2 separate regions of the Anser cygnoides genome follow, and region 1 is linked to region 2. The links are chromatin contacts, called in public Hi-C maps. All regions are on one chromosome and are shown on one strand. The core of a region is the stretch at or near the end of the contact, and the rest is flanking DNA. Distances in the headings are between cores, read along the strand shown. Region 1 holds the start of FAXDC2 (fatty acid hydroxylase domain containing 2). Region 2 overlaps LARP1 (La ribonucleoprotein 1, translational regulator).

Evidence for each region. Hi-C and Micro-C count contacts between places; a contact is called where the count stands out from the background.
Region 1: a Hi-C map of liver shows a contact between it and region 2, with 2.5 times the contacts expected there. The contact joins the promoter of FAXDC2 here to the enhancer-like site in region 2. A contact is called at or near these places in 2 of 7 Hi-C or Micro-C datasets (both in liver).

Annotation. Positions count from the first base shown.
Region 1 is chr14:7,402,074-7,408,934 of Taihu_goose_T2T_genome, reverse strand. It overlaps FAXDC2 (fatty acid hydroxylase domain containing 2), which reads left to right and starts at 3,942. Exons shown (of 10, transcript XM_066977234.1): 1 at 3,942-4,133. CNOT8 (CCR4-NOT transcription complex subunit 8) reads right to left here and starts at 3,909. Exons shown (of 6, transcript XM_013176015.3): 1 at 3,741-3,909; 2 at 2,318-2,511; 3 at 1,421-1,582; 4 at 584-728. The coding sequence starts at 3,857.
Region 2 is chr14:7,360,679-7,367,213 of Taihu_goose_T2T_genome, reverse strand. All of the region lies in intron 2 of LARP1 (La ribonucleoprotein 1, translational regulator), which reads right to left. Among named protein-coding and RNA genes, the nearest start is that of LARP1, 21 kb to the right of the region's middle. Within about 2 kb of position 2,888, at least 3 of the 3 cell types and tissues checked have open chromatin away from gene starts, as enhancers often do. A contact at or near this core is called in liver, where this site is marked.

The DNA of each region.
Region 1 (6,861 bases), core at 2,693-5,192, 41 kb before region 2:
ACACAAGTGTAAATATTGGAAGCAGTTTCCAGCAACACGCGCCAACTGTGAGTGAACTAAAATGGTAAAAATCATTCAAAAATGCAAAAATACTCTCCCTAAATTTAGGTGCCTTGCTTTCCTGCTGCAGATACTCAAAATATGACTGTATATTCACAGATTACAGGTGCTGCACCTTTCCCACCCTTTCCTGAAACAAGGCTGTGATTCAGTAGATAAATTACTTTCTACCCTCTGAGTGTCTACCAGATAATCAAGTCACGCACTAGTTCGTGTAAAACAAAATGCTCCACCTTGAGTAGGAAAAAATAAAGAATACTGAATTACAGCTGCCCTCTGAAATTAGCGATACACAAAGTTACGCAAATGTCCCCTACACGATAAACATACTGAAAAGCTTAAAACTGGGAAGGCAGCATCTATTAGATACGAACTTAGCCTAGGTGTGTGTGTGTGTGACTATTCGCTTTGATACGCACTCCAGCTTAGAGACAATATACGTGGCAGTTCTGTCATTTGCCTTACTGCCCATGTGCAGCACTGATATCTACCCAACGCTTGTTTGCTGGGGAGACGCAAGTACCTTGAGGTTTTTGCAGCTCTTCATGAGGTACTTTACATCGTAGATAGATGGAAAGAAAAGGTTCAAGATATGGAAAAACTCGTGTTCCTCTTCTGGCAACCTGGAATCTGTCAACAGCTTCACCATGTAGCCAAAGTCATAACCACTGAAACCAAAAACATACAGAACCTAGATAAACAGGCAGCACCTGTACTCGTCGGTACTAATACCACATTTTTCACAACACAGTAGTTTTCAGTAGGTTTGGAGTTTGCTTTTTAATATCCTATAGCTTTCAAACCTTAACATATTCTGATATTCATAAAACTCCAGACAACATGGAAAAGCACGAAACCCCCTGAGAATCTCTTCCCACCTCCTCCTCTCTCAAGTCCTTTCACTTGCAGTGATACCAAGGACAAGAGGCTTTGCAATCAAGTTGCTTGAAATACTGCAAGAAAGATACCTTAACTACAGAGTTCTTCCTCTGTGCATACACACAAGATGGAAACTGAGAAGAACACCAACATTTAAGGCAGAAGAAACAAACCTTACTTTGCAACGCGCACAGGTTAACAAGTTTGAATATGACTGACAACACTGACACCTTTTTTTCGCCATAGAGGCGGACTGTAACAGCAAATGGATTTGCAAGCAGCGCATACCCAAAATTCAGACCACAGTAGGTGCTAACATAAGTGGTGCCACTTCTTAAACTTCGCCTTCAACTTTACACTTAAGAACTGCAGAGCTGCTAAATCTTAAAAATCTCATCATTGTCCATAGACCAAAGCAGCAGTATTTCAGCCAAAAAGAGATTTCATACCCTTGTAGCATCAGTGATTACCTCCGACCTACCTGTGAAACGACAGCCATTTCACACTGTCACTAAGGACGACCCCTGAAGTCATGAGCAACTCAGCAAAATGCAGGGTATCGATCCCTTCTTCTTCGTGCTTCTGGAACTGCAGCCCAGAGCTTGCGAGGAGGTCTATGGAATCCTGAGAGTACATATCTTCCCTGAAGGAGAAAAGCAGCTTTGCACTTGAAGCACTAACAAGTCAGCCCTTTCAGAAAAATTCCCCACCTGCTGCATTTTGGAAAACTGGAGTGACCATTAGGCTCTCTCTCCGCATCTGTCTCTCTAGAAAATTCCTATCAAATCACTTTCAATATGATCATTGCACCCTCCCACATACAAAACAAGCTGTTCTGAAATCTTAACTGGACTGCAGTTAGGATTTACACTCCTTATAACAAGATTCATCCCCTTGAACAGCTGTGACAATTCCACTGTTTTTTTTCTTTAGATGCCAGTTTATATTTTAGCATGGATCTGCAAAGAGAGATTCTCCTTTTTGCTGAAAACAGCACATCCATTTCTTTTTAGCAGGAAGAGATGGATTTAATTGTTTAAATGATTATACAATATAGAGAGACAGATACAGAAAGTGTATAAAGTTTAAGACCATAACATTTTTCCAGAAGCCAAATTTAGGGCACACAGAACTACTGGGCATAGGCTATTTATGAAGGGAAAGGGTATTACAGACAGTATTTTAGAATGGCTTTGACTTCCAGAAATATTGCAACTCCTGTCATGCCAAAATAGGGTTCCATAAAATCAGAATCTGAATTGTTACTGCTCAGAACCAACCACCGATGACAAACACACGGACGGGCTTCTGCATTTCCCAAAGACAAGCACCACTTCAGCAGCAGTGGGCAGACTATTCCCTAGCTCAGAAGACTCACGTAAGGTTGAACTTGAAGTTAAACTGCCAGGTGTTGATCCCGGAAGGATATTCTCCTTTCTCATTTGTGAAAGTCAGGCCCAGCTGGATAATTTTCAGAAGGTCAACATTGCACCGAAGGAGCTGATACTGATAGTCGATGGAGCTGCGGAATTCACCTATTGGCCTTACAACAACCCCCGGAAACTCTGTGTCCTGGGAAAGAAGAGCAAATCTTATTTCATCACTTGTTCCACCAGGAGAATGTTCAATTCCACACTTGCAGGTCTCAACGCTGCATTCTGTGAATCCTTCTATAAAAAACTCTTATTTTTAATCCTGTTTCATATTCTATTACGGATACTACACTGTTACAAGTGTTCTTTCATTTCCATCTACTATGTGAAAACTCTTTTACTTAGGCAGTGATTGTGTGCTATCTTTGCTGAAACCCAAACTTTTAGACTATATTTACTCTTAGATTACATCACGTAACTTCTACAGCATACACGAAAACTTTCATAAAGAACCCAGTGCTGCATATCTTACAACATTTCTCTCTTGCCCAATGTCTTTGTGTGTCCACTCCTACAACACAGCTATTAAAACAGGTGATGAACACTCTCAGTGAGATGAAACAGAACTCAAATTGAAGCGAGAGAGCTCACTTCCTATCAGCATATGGCAACAAAAGATTCTATTTACTTGCACAACTTTGTTCTACGTTGGATTTTACAGACCCTAAAGGGACGTGTATTTTTATGCCACACTTTTATAACAGACTTCTCACATCTTTAAGTTTAGTAACCCCAATCAAAGTTGGCATAACTTACAGTACCGTAACTAAAAACATGTATGGAACTGACCAGCTCCTGCCAAGTGAGTGTAGGCTATTAAGAGCAGAGAATCCTTCCAACCGGAGGATATTCTGGTCTTCTTAAGTAAAACCTCCTGGAACACACTGTCATATCTACAGCCAGAATATTTTTCTTCCACAAGAATCAACATCTGACCACACCAGAAAGAGACACTCCTGCTAACGAGCTGTCACTGGCAGGTTTCTCTTCCTACAGTTCTGCGTCAGTTTCCATAGCCAAAAGGGGAAAGAAATTCAAAGGACAAATACGGCGGCAGAACACTAAAGACTTTGTACATCTGACCCATTCCATTTTCTATTGCATAGGCTAACACACATTGAATGACTAAATATTAAATTAATCCAGTTGTTTCAGGTGGTCTCTCTTTCCTGCCTATCAGTCAATCTGAACACGACATATGCACTACGTTCTGGAAATGAACATGAACAGCTTTCTAGTTTTTCACCACTTCTAGCTTAATTTGGTCAGGAACAGGGGAAATCGTTTCTTGCCCAAGAACCAACTAAATCCCCTTCCCCACCCAAAACCCCTTCCCTGAGACAAGCAGATCACGTATAAAACATTTACCATCGCGATGTAGCTGTAACTTAGCACAATCTCTCGGATTTTCCTCATCTCCTCTTCCAGATTGTTTGCCCATACTTCGCAGATAACCTGGCTGTTCTCTGCAAGGGCTGCAGGCATTTTGCAGCGACCAGGGCAAAGACAGCCGGTGAATTCAGATGGCAGGGCAGAGCTGCAAGCTGCACGATCCAATCAGCGTGCTGTGCTAAACAGGTAAAAGAAATCGTGTTTTACATGAAGATCTCCGTGAAGGAAGGAAGGATTTGGCAGAGCAGCTCATGCTTCTGTTTGCACCTTCAGACAGCCCGCGTGAAGCTTGCAAGAGGATTTTGGGCATTTTGTGAGCCTGTGGACGCGGTGAAGGAGAAGCCGATCTAAAGCACGCCGGGCACACAGGTAACAGGGCAGGTACCGGAGCCCCTTACCTGCCCCCTACCCCACCCCGCACCGGGCTGAGGCACCCGCGCAGACAGCTCGGCTTCCCCCGGAGCGCCCCGCCGGCACCGCGCCCGCGCCAGGCGCCCCGCAGGCCGCGCCGAGGCCTCTCACCGCGGGGCAGAGCCGCGACAGGCCCCGGCCGGGCCCTTCCCGCCCCCACGCCCCGCTTACGGCCTCGGGGCGGCCCCGCGCGAACGGCCCGGCCCCGGGGGAGGCTCCCGGGACAGGCCCGGGGGGCTCCGAGGGGTCCCTGAGGGGCTCCGAGGGCTCCCGGCCCCCCCTCACCTCCTCGCCGCCGCCGCCCCCTGGAGCCGGGCCGGGCCCCGCCCCCCCGCGGGCCGCTCTAGCCGCCGCTCCCCCCGCGTCTCATCTGCTCCGGGCTCCCCCATCCCCTCCGCTCCCCTCCCCCCACCCCCGCCGCTACCTGCCCGGAAGCCGGGGCCGGGCCCGTGGCGCACCGCGCAGGCGCGATGAGGCCTCCCTCCGGGCCTTAGGCGGGATTTCCGGCTCGCCCTCCCCGGATCTCGCGAGAAGTGGGTGGGGAAGAGGCGGCGGCGGGCGGGCGCGCGCGCGCCGCAACGTGCCCTGCCGCGCGCCCGCCGCGCGCGCGCCCGCAGGGGAGGGGAGGGGAAGGGAGGGGGGAGAGGGAGGAGCGCTGCGCGGATCTGTGCGCATGCGCAGGGCCGCTGCCCTTGCGCTGAGGCGCGCCCCCTGCGCACGAGGGAGATGGGCTCGCCCGGCGCTCCCAGAGCGCGGAGCTTGGGCGAGTCCAAAGGCTGCGGGCGGGGGGAGGCAGCAGGGTGCGGGCCTTTGTCACCCTGGGCACGGCCCGACCCTGCCAGCGCCGCCTCGCCTCAGCGGTCGCTGTGGTGGCCCCGTCTGCCAGCTCTGAGCTGGCTCTGGCTTCTGTTCCAGAAACGTTATTTAAGTCACATTAACACCAAAACTTCACTAAAACAGCCCAACACGGCTTCTAGTGTCACGCAGCTGCCAGCACCACTGCTTTACTGGCTGATGGCAGATACGTGATTGATTTGGAAGCCTGTCTACGAATTATAACGCTTAGATAGTATTTCCTCGCTTTTAGGCTGCCAGCCTCCTCGGACAGGGTTGCATCTGTTAAAAATGGATTACATTTCTCATAGTGCTTCAGAATTGCTATCTGCCCAGCGTTCGGGGTCAGCTGGAAGCTTTCATTGACTCAGCAGCCTGATTACCATTTAGATAAATAAAAGTATCTGGAAAAAAAAATAAATCTTGGTATCTCTTACACTTCAGGCATAGTTCAGTCTCTCAGGTTTAGCGTTCATACCTCAGCAGAAATGCAGATGTAAATGGAGAGGTTTTTTCTGGACACTGCTCTCTGTCAAGTGACCTTGATGCTGTCAGCATCTTCTGAGCTCTATTTTGATTCAACGTTTATCTTTGTAGGTGATAGTTACTATTTTGCCTTCTGAGCTCAGAACTTCACTCAGGTTGTGTAATTCATGCAACATGCTAAATTGGCAGAAAGTTATCACCTTTAACAAAGAGAAGTTATTTTATGAAATGTCTGATCAAAAAAGCATTTCTACTAAGAGAAAATCAGACTTTGTGCGTTCCTCAGAGCTGAGCCTTGGCAGGGATTGCATTAACTGGAGGGTTTCTAGTGACGGTACCAGTTTAGGACACAGGCTAACCAACAAACAGAAGCAGCTTTTAGATTACTGCTGACCTGCACTAGACCCAGACTTGCAGCAGCAGGTAAATGAAGTTTACATCCTTATGACTAATACTCTAATCTGTCTGCTCCTACTGGGCATAAATCTTTCAGATAGAACCCGTGTCTGAATTGAACAGAGGTTAAAAAAGAACACTGAGGTCTGTGAAATTCACTGGCTTATCACATTCTTTAGGATACTGGATGAACAGCCCTCCCAGTGCAAGATCAAGTCCAAATAAAGGACAGGACAGCATTCATGCTCTTTAGATGCCAGTTCCCACTTCCTCCTCTGTACATGTGCAAATAGTTTGGAGGAATTGCATTGCTCCCTGTTGAGTCTGCTGTCTACAGTAAATAACAATTAGTAGCAACAGCTGAGAACTAAAAAAACTCTTTCCCCACTAGGGAATAGATCCCATTAGTCAAGAGAAAGCATTGATGAAAACAGCAAAGGTTCTAAGTCTGAAATGAAACAACAGCAAATGTTTACTGTACTGATGACAAACAGCACTGGTTGGGAGGGGAGTTCAGGAATATTCCTTCAAGAAAAAGTTAATTGATAAAAATATAGATATAGTGGTAGGTGCAAGAAATCAGGCAGACAACAAGGCACCACCGCTATTCGTGCTTGCAGATCTCTCTGCAGCATTAACTACTGCTAGCCTGAGATGTTGCTTACAACAGCATATATTGCTTCGTGCATGTATGGCCATGCAAAGCTAACCGTGAGGGAGAGGAGATGGTCCTTGTCTTTCCTTGAGTGGAAAAATAAATCTGGTTACTTATGTCAAGTAACACCCTCACTTCTTCAGTTGGACTAGATGATCTTGGAGGTCTTTTCCAACCTTAATGATTCCATGATTCTCAGAGCTTCGTTCATAATAGGACGCTGTATATTAGGTAAGTAGTAGATTAGGGCCACATCTGCATAATAAAGACAAATACTACTGTAAATTACATCTTGCAATACTGTAATTACAGACT
Region 2 (6,535 bases), core at 1,639-4,138:
GCTGCAGGACCACTGCACACAGCCTACGAGACACATTTACCGCCTCACCGGGGGAAATCGAACCCTCCAGCAGCCAGCCTGGTTCCCTGCCATCCTTTACACCCACCGCAGCCTGCGAAGAAATTTTTAAAAAGGCAGATGGGAGAGGTGGAATAGATCGGCAGGGCTGGACAGGGATCGGGCATTACGCAGCAGAAATATCTGCGTCTCCAGCAAGTGAGCTGTCCTGCCTGCCCCTGGCACCCCGCTCCGGTGCGGCGTGGACAAGCGCTCTTGCTCCAGCTGCGACAGCCTCTCAAAGGGCGGCCGATGCCCGCAGGAATGCGGAGTCCTGGGGCTCTGCACGTGCTCCAGCCCTGACACAGCACATCCTTCCCTCCCCAGGATCCAAGCCACCGGGACCCAAGTCCCCCCCTGAAGGGAGCAGGCCTGCCTCAGAGCCTTGCTAGTCTGCGGGCTGGCATCTAGGAAAAACTGCTGATGCGGGCGGGTTTTCAGCCAAGAGCCTGGACTTTGTGCTGCAGAGGCCGAGGCAGGGGCACGGCTCCGTGCTGCCGATCCTGTCGGGGTGGAAGCGGCGAGCCTGGAAGCCCCGGATTCCCCGGAGCAGCCTCCCTCCCTCCCACGCTGCACAGGATGCTACTTCACTGCTCAGTCACACCGTTTTTGTGCAGACTCATTGTGCAGGCACAGGAAGTCAGCCTGGGGGTAAGCCGCTCGCTCTGGAGGCAGCCAACACCTTCAGGGTCCGCTGGAGCGGGGCACGAGTCCCTCCAGGGACGCAGCACGCAGGGCAGACCTGGGGGACGGGGCAGCACTGACCCGCAGAGCAGCTCCCACAAGAAGCTGGGATCCAGCAGGGAGCGAGCCAGGGCTGAGCCCGACTTGGTGCTGGAGCCTGACTGAGCCCAGGCGTCAGAGGCCACAGCCGGTGATCTTTGTGCCCACCGGCACCACGCCTCCTCCAGAGAGGTTTGGAGGACGAGTCCTGCAGGGCAGACGCGCCCTGTAAGCTGATGGCAGCCTTCCCCTTCCCACCAGCCTTCCCCGCGTTACAAGTGGTGTAACGCCTGTCCCAAAGCCCTGCACACATCAGAAAATTCTGGGATTTACAGCACCGGCTGGCTTCGCACGCTGACGTTTTGTTGAGGACAGCACCAGGTACACGAAACCAGCCCGGTTCAGGGCAAACTGGGACACAGAGCGCGCCTCCTCCAGGTTCACAACGCCGCGCCGCTCTGCCTCCCACCGAACCGCAGCTGTAGCTGCAGGGGTGCGTGCACGAGGGTGGAAAATCAAGGGAGCACCGTAACGGAGCTCGCCTGGAGTTTAAAACGAGATGCTGCTGCAAGGAAAGCATCTTCTGGCACGACCAGGTGGCATCTCCTGCTCCGGGACTGCAGGGAACCAGCTGCAGCCAGCACCACTGCCTGGGGCACGCGGTCACACAGCTCCCAGCTGGCAGCACACCTCTGTGGGCAGGGCCAGCCGCTAGGAGGGATACTTCCAACACCTTCGCGAATTTTCTTGCACGTGCAAGAAAAACTGCTGTACGACGGGCGAGGTGAGGACCAAGCAAAAGCCCTCAAAGTGCAGAGCGGAGCAGGATCCCGTGAAGCACATGGGAAGCACGTTCGGCAGGAGCGAGACGAGCTGCAGGCGCCGCGGCTCAAAGCCTTCCAAGCAATTTTCTGCAGCTCCTCGGCAGACGGCTCCACCTCACAAGCCCTGCTGTAACAGGGAAGGAAGCGAGGAGCTGCCTACACTTCTCCGCAATGTAAGCTCTGCGACGGCTGCAAAGATCACTCGCTAAAAATAACTTCAAAAAGGGCATCTGACAGCGCTGCGGAGAGCATGGGAACACTCCTACCTGGGTGTCCTAAAGCAAGCTCCCGGAGCACGGGGGCTGGCCCCAGGAAAACGCAGAGGGGCAGGCTGAGGGCAGGCTGATGGGCGGCAGCGGGACGGAGCCAGAGCCCTGGGCTGGGAGCACGGCTCCGGAGCTTTGTTCCCAGCTCCGCAACGCCTCGCATCCCTCGGCTGATGTTCCTCAGATGGCTCCCGAGCAGGGGAAGGTGAATCTGCAGCCTGTCCCCTTGCTGACTGCAGCCCAAAGGCAGCGCAGGCGGGCACAGCGCTTCCCAACAAGCGGGGGCACCCGTTATTACGCAGCCCCGGTCACAGGGAGGCTACGAACAGAATTTCTTTTTGAACGCCTGTAACTGAGCTACAAGCTCCTGCACGCACACACCCGCAGCGTCTGACTCCCGTTTGCTCCCAGGACTGGTGTGGGTTTACCAGCGCTGCACAAAGCTCTCCCGCGGCCCTCCGGTTCAGGGTAAGAACCCTTCAGCTCACAGCCAAGCTGCGGTCAGGAAGGAGCGGGTAAAGAAATGCCACTGGGTGCTTCCAGCACTAACAGCACCAGCGAGGATGCCGTGGATTTTTCCTGGCACAGCTGACTGCTGTTAAAGGTAGCAAATGAACCATCTTAAGGGCAAGTGACATCTTTCGGCTGCCTTTTCAAGTGACATCCTTCCCCAAGAGAATTTCTAGGAAACTTTCACCACAGACGCCAAACACGCACGCCCTGCACCGACCCCTGGGTCGCGCAGGAGGAGACGACAAGAAATTCCCCAGTTTTCTGAGGAAAGCTGACTTCTCCCACGGTCTTTGCTGGGAGAGCCGGTGGCTCCCAAACTGCAGCAGGGACGCGGCCAGGGATGCCCAGCTCCCTGGTGCCACAAGCAGGGCGCAATACGGAGCCACCTTGCTGTCCCCGGGAGAGCGGAGTAGCGCCCACGGTGCCGCGCAGCTCCAGCCCCGGCGCCTGACCCGGCTTCCCTGGCACGGGCACGTCCCTGGCCGGCCGAGCACTGAGCCAGCAATTCCCCTGTCATCCCGCAGGAGAGCGACGCCAGCCGCTCCGATGCCTCCGAGGACATCTGCAAACGCTCCCCGGCGGATTAAACGGTTAATGGAGAGGGCTGGAAAAGCCGGCAGCGCTCGCGGCTCCCGCAGCGGCAGACGCCACGTCGGTCCTGCAACCTGTGGACGTCCGTCAGGGGCGGGCTGGGGCTGCAGACCCTGAGAAAAGAGGCGAGTTGGTTCAGCTGCTGCTCGGGGCGCCGAGGCACAGCAAGGGCACCTCGGCGGCGGGGCGGGGAGGACGGCGGGGCGCGCTCAGCACCGAGACGAGGCTGCAGCGGCCCGGGGAGAATGAGGGCAGGCAGAGGAGCCAAGCCGTGGAGGAGGCCGAGGGTCAGGCTCTCCTCCAGGGCGGCCCGGAGCCCAGCTGATAGTTCGTGACCTGAAAAAAAAAAAATCAGCGGCTGGGGAGAGGGAGGGGCGACGCGAGCAGGAAGTACAGGACGGCAAGGACAGACGCGCAGGACACGGCAGGACTCGCGACTCCTCGTAAAACGCCCGAGAAAAACCAACCCGCTCACCTTTGGGGGCTGCTGATTTGCAAATTAAAGGGGGGGTGTCCTACCAGCACTGGCCTCCACCCTCCAGGACGGACCCCGAGGGGTTTCCTCCGCTCCTGCTTACCTCTGCGGCACCGCTCTGCCTGTTCTGCCAGCCTCTAATGAAAAGCTAGTTAACAGTTAATTATTACCCATTCAGACACAAGATCCCCTACTCTGACTGACTGCCGGCCAGGAGGGATAAGACAATCACGTGACGCAAAAATCCCAGCCTTATGAAAGCACAGGCGACTATATTTAGTTTGAAAAACGATGACCCAGCGAGACCGCCCCTCCCGGGCCCGGCCTCGCCGCGGAGCTGACCTCCACACGGCGCGCTGCAAGCCCAGCACCGAGCCGGGTCGCAGCGCCGAGACCAGGGTGCTCAGCACACGAGTGATGCGGGGTGCACGTGGTCACACACGCACACACACACACACACGCTGCGGGTCCCAGCGGTGCCATCCCAAAGCACGGCACGGGCCGGGGAGACCTTCCCTCCCGCACGGTCCTTGGTGCTGCAGGTCACCTTGTCAGCGGCCGAGAGCTGATAAAGCACCAAGCGCGACAAACAGGGCCCAGCCCAAGGTCCTGGAGCTTATCTGGAAAGCAGGAGGTATGCCGGGAACCTGACCGGGGTGACCAGCACTGGGGGAGCACTCGGCACAGAGGCACCAGCTGCTGGGCTGGCGGCGAGGGGAAGCGGGGCTCCGCTGCGGGATCCAGCCCTGGATGGCAGGAGGGCGGTGATGCTCGGAGCTGGCCCTGGGAGCTCTGCCTCGCCTGGACGAACCCGCTCCTCCTTCTGTGGAAGCCGAGGAGGCAGGCAGGGCTGTGCCTGGAACAAAAAGGGGGCAGAAGCAGCCGTGCGGGGGTCACGCGTGTGCTGTCACCGCGCAGAGACGGCCCCAGGAGAAAGGTGCACGGCTACAAAAGGCCGGCCCTGCAAGAGCATCGCCCGCTCCGCCTCCCAGCGCGGTGGAGGAGCTTCAAAGAAAAAAGCCTGAGGACCAGACATCATTAATCTCTTGTCATCCGCAGAGGGGTGTTCTCCACCCGCAGCCCGCTGCAGCCGATGAGACAGCACAAGCGGCGGGGCCCGCAGCGCGAGCAACGCGAGGTCACCGTGTCGCAGCCCAGCCGAGGGCTCCGCACAGATGCAAGCCCTTTAATGGCCGTCAGCCTCGCTGCAGCTGCGACCGGGGGCTTGGAAGCTGACAAAAAGCCTTCCTCAGAAGCATCTGGTACGTCTCACTGTAAATATTTAACAGCGATCAGACAGGGAGCGAGAGCCGAGCGCTGCCGTGAGCCCCCTTCCAGCAGGGACCGCCCGGTTCCCACCGCAGGCACCGGCGGGGGGAGGCGAGGGGGTCGTGCAAGGAAAAGGTGCAAACTTGACACAAAACACACCTCAGGAGGAGCTGTCACCCCCAAGAGGAGATCCAGAGGCTGCGCTTCTAGAAAGGAGACTGAGGTAATCCAAATAACATCGCTCTTAAGTCTTCCTTGCTGCGATTCCTCTGCCCAACTCTGCTTCTGTAGAGCCCTCCCTGCGGGACCAGCCGCCTCCCTTGGGCACCGCGCACTTGCAAAGCGGCCACCAGACCTCGTGCTTGAAGCCTGCATCAAACCAGCTGCAGATCTGCTTCTCTGATTCCGTCTAAGAGCAGCGGCTCCGCTTGCGAGACCAAGATGACCATGCCACCACCAGCCAGAAATGCAATCCCATCTCTCGGGGCAGGGGAAAGCAACCATCCTGTGGTAGTTGGACCAGGAACTGCAAACACCGAGGTTTAGGGAGGCCAGACCTAGGTCTCCCTCTAAGCAGCGTTGCTCTGGAAATCAGCTGAGCCCATTTCAGGGTATGCTCTCCAGGCACAGAATAAAACATCCTCACTCAAGCCCCCCACCTTAAGTCAAAGGCAGCGCAACCCAAGCCTCTTCTCAGTAACCCTGATGTAACAAACACGGCCAGTTTCCTTCCAGGGCGCACAGCCACGTGGATCCTGCTACACAAAACACGCTCGCCCATCCAGGCGATTCCAGCGCCACAGGCGGCTGCCTCCCCTTTCTCAACACACAAAAAAAGTAAAAAAGAGCAACAAGCCCTTAATCAGAGCGAGCCTTCCCAAAGGAAGCTGAGAGCAGCCGGCTACAGAAGGGAGCGCAACACAGCGCTTTCTCTGCTAATTTAAAGATCCGTCTCCCCTCCTTTTCTTTATAAAGGACTAAAAACTGCTTCCTTGCAGCGGGAGCATCACCCACATCTCTTTATGAAGGAACTTCAACAGCGTTCGATTCAAAGTGGCGTTTATAACTCAAGGAAGGTGTATCTGGCTCTGCTGACAGCTCTCCAATGATCAGCTCAGGATGAAGACAACCAAAAAAATCATCACGGGCAGTGAAAATGAGACAAAGAGCATCGCTTGCTGCTGTATGAAACCGAACCCCGCAGGCAGGTCTGGTCTCTGCATTTCAACAAGGGCACGGCAGTGTTATGGGTGTACAGAGGAAAGGAATTCTGCTGAGCAGAGGCAGCCCTTAGGAGGTGTGACCAGAAAGGCTGGGGTTCCCCGCTGCCGAGGGAGATGAGCTGAGTGCAGCGATGTCGGGAAGGCATCCCCTGACAAACCGGCAGCAGGAGCATCGCATGAAGCTGGCAGATGTGCTTGGAACAAGCAGAAGTTCTTCGTTAAACAGCAGGCAGCAAACTTCAGCACCTCCTGCGGTGACATGTCCTGAGAGGTGGGCAGCCTGGTGGGGGGTTAGATGTTCACAGCTGACACGTCCACAGAGCGGAGACATCTTCACAGCCCTCCTCTGACAACAGAAGTAGGGAGCACGAGTGGGAGGAAGCCTTTCCTCCCGCTTTGCCAACACACAAACGAGCCCAGCACACGTTTCTCAAGGATGCTGAGATCTCTCAGAGGTTCACCTGAGCTCCGGATCACGAGGTCTCAAGTGGCTTCTTCTGAAAAGCAACCGGCAGCTGCTGCAGCCTGGCTGCTCAGCGTGGGAGAGGACTGGGAACGGCTGTGCCAGACACGAGGCAGGCCCCTGGTAGTCTC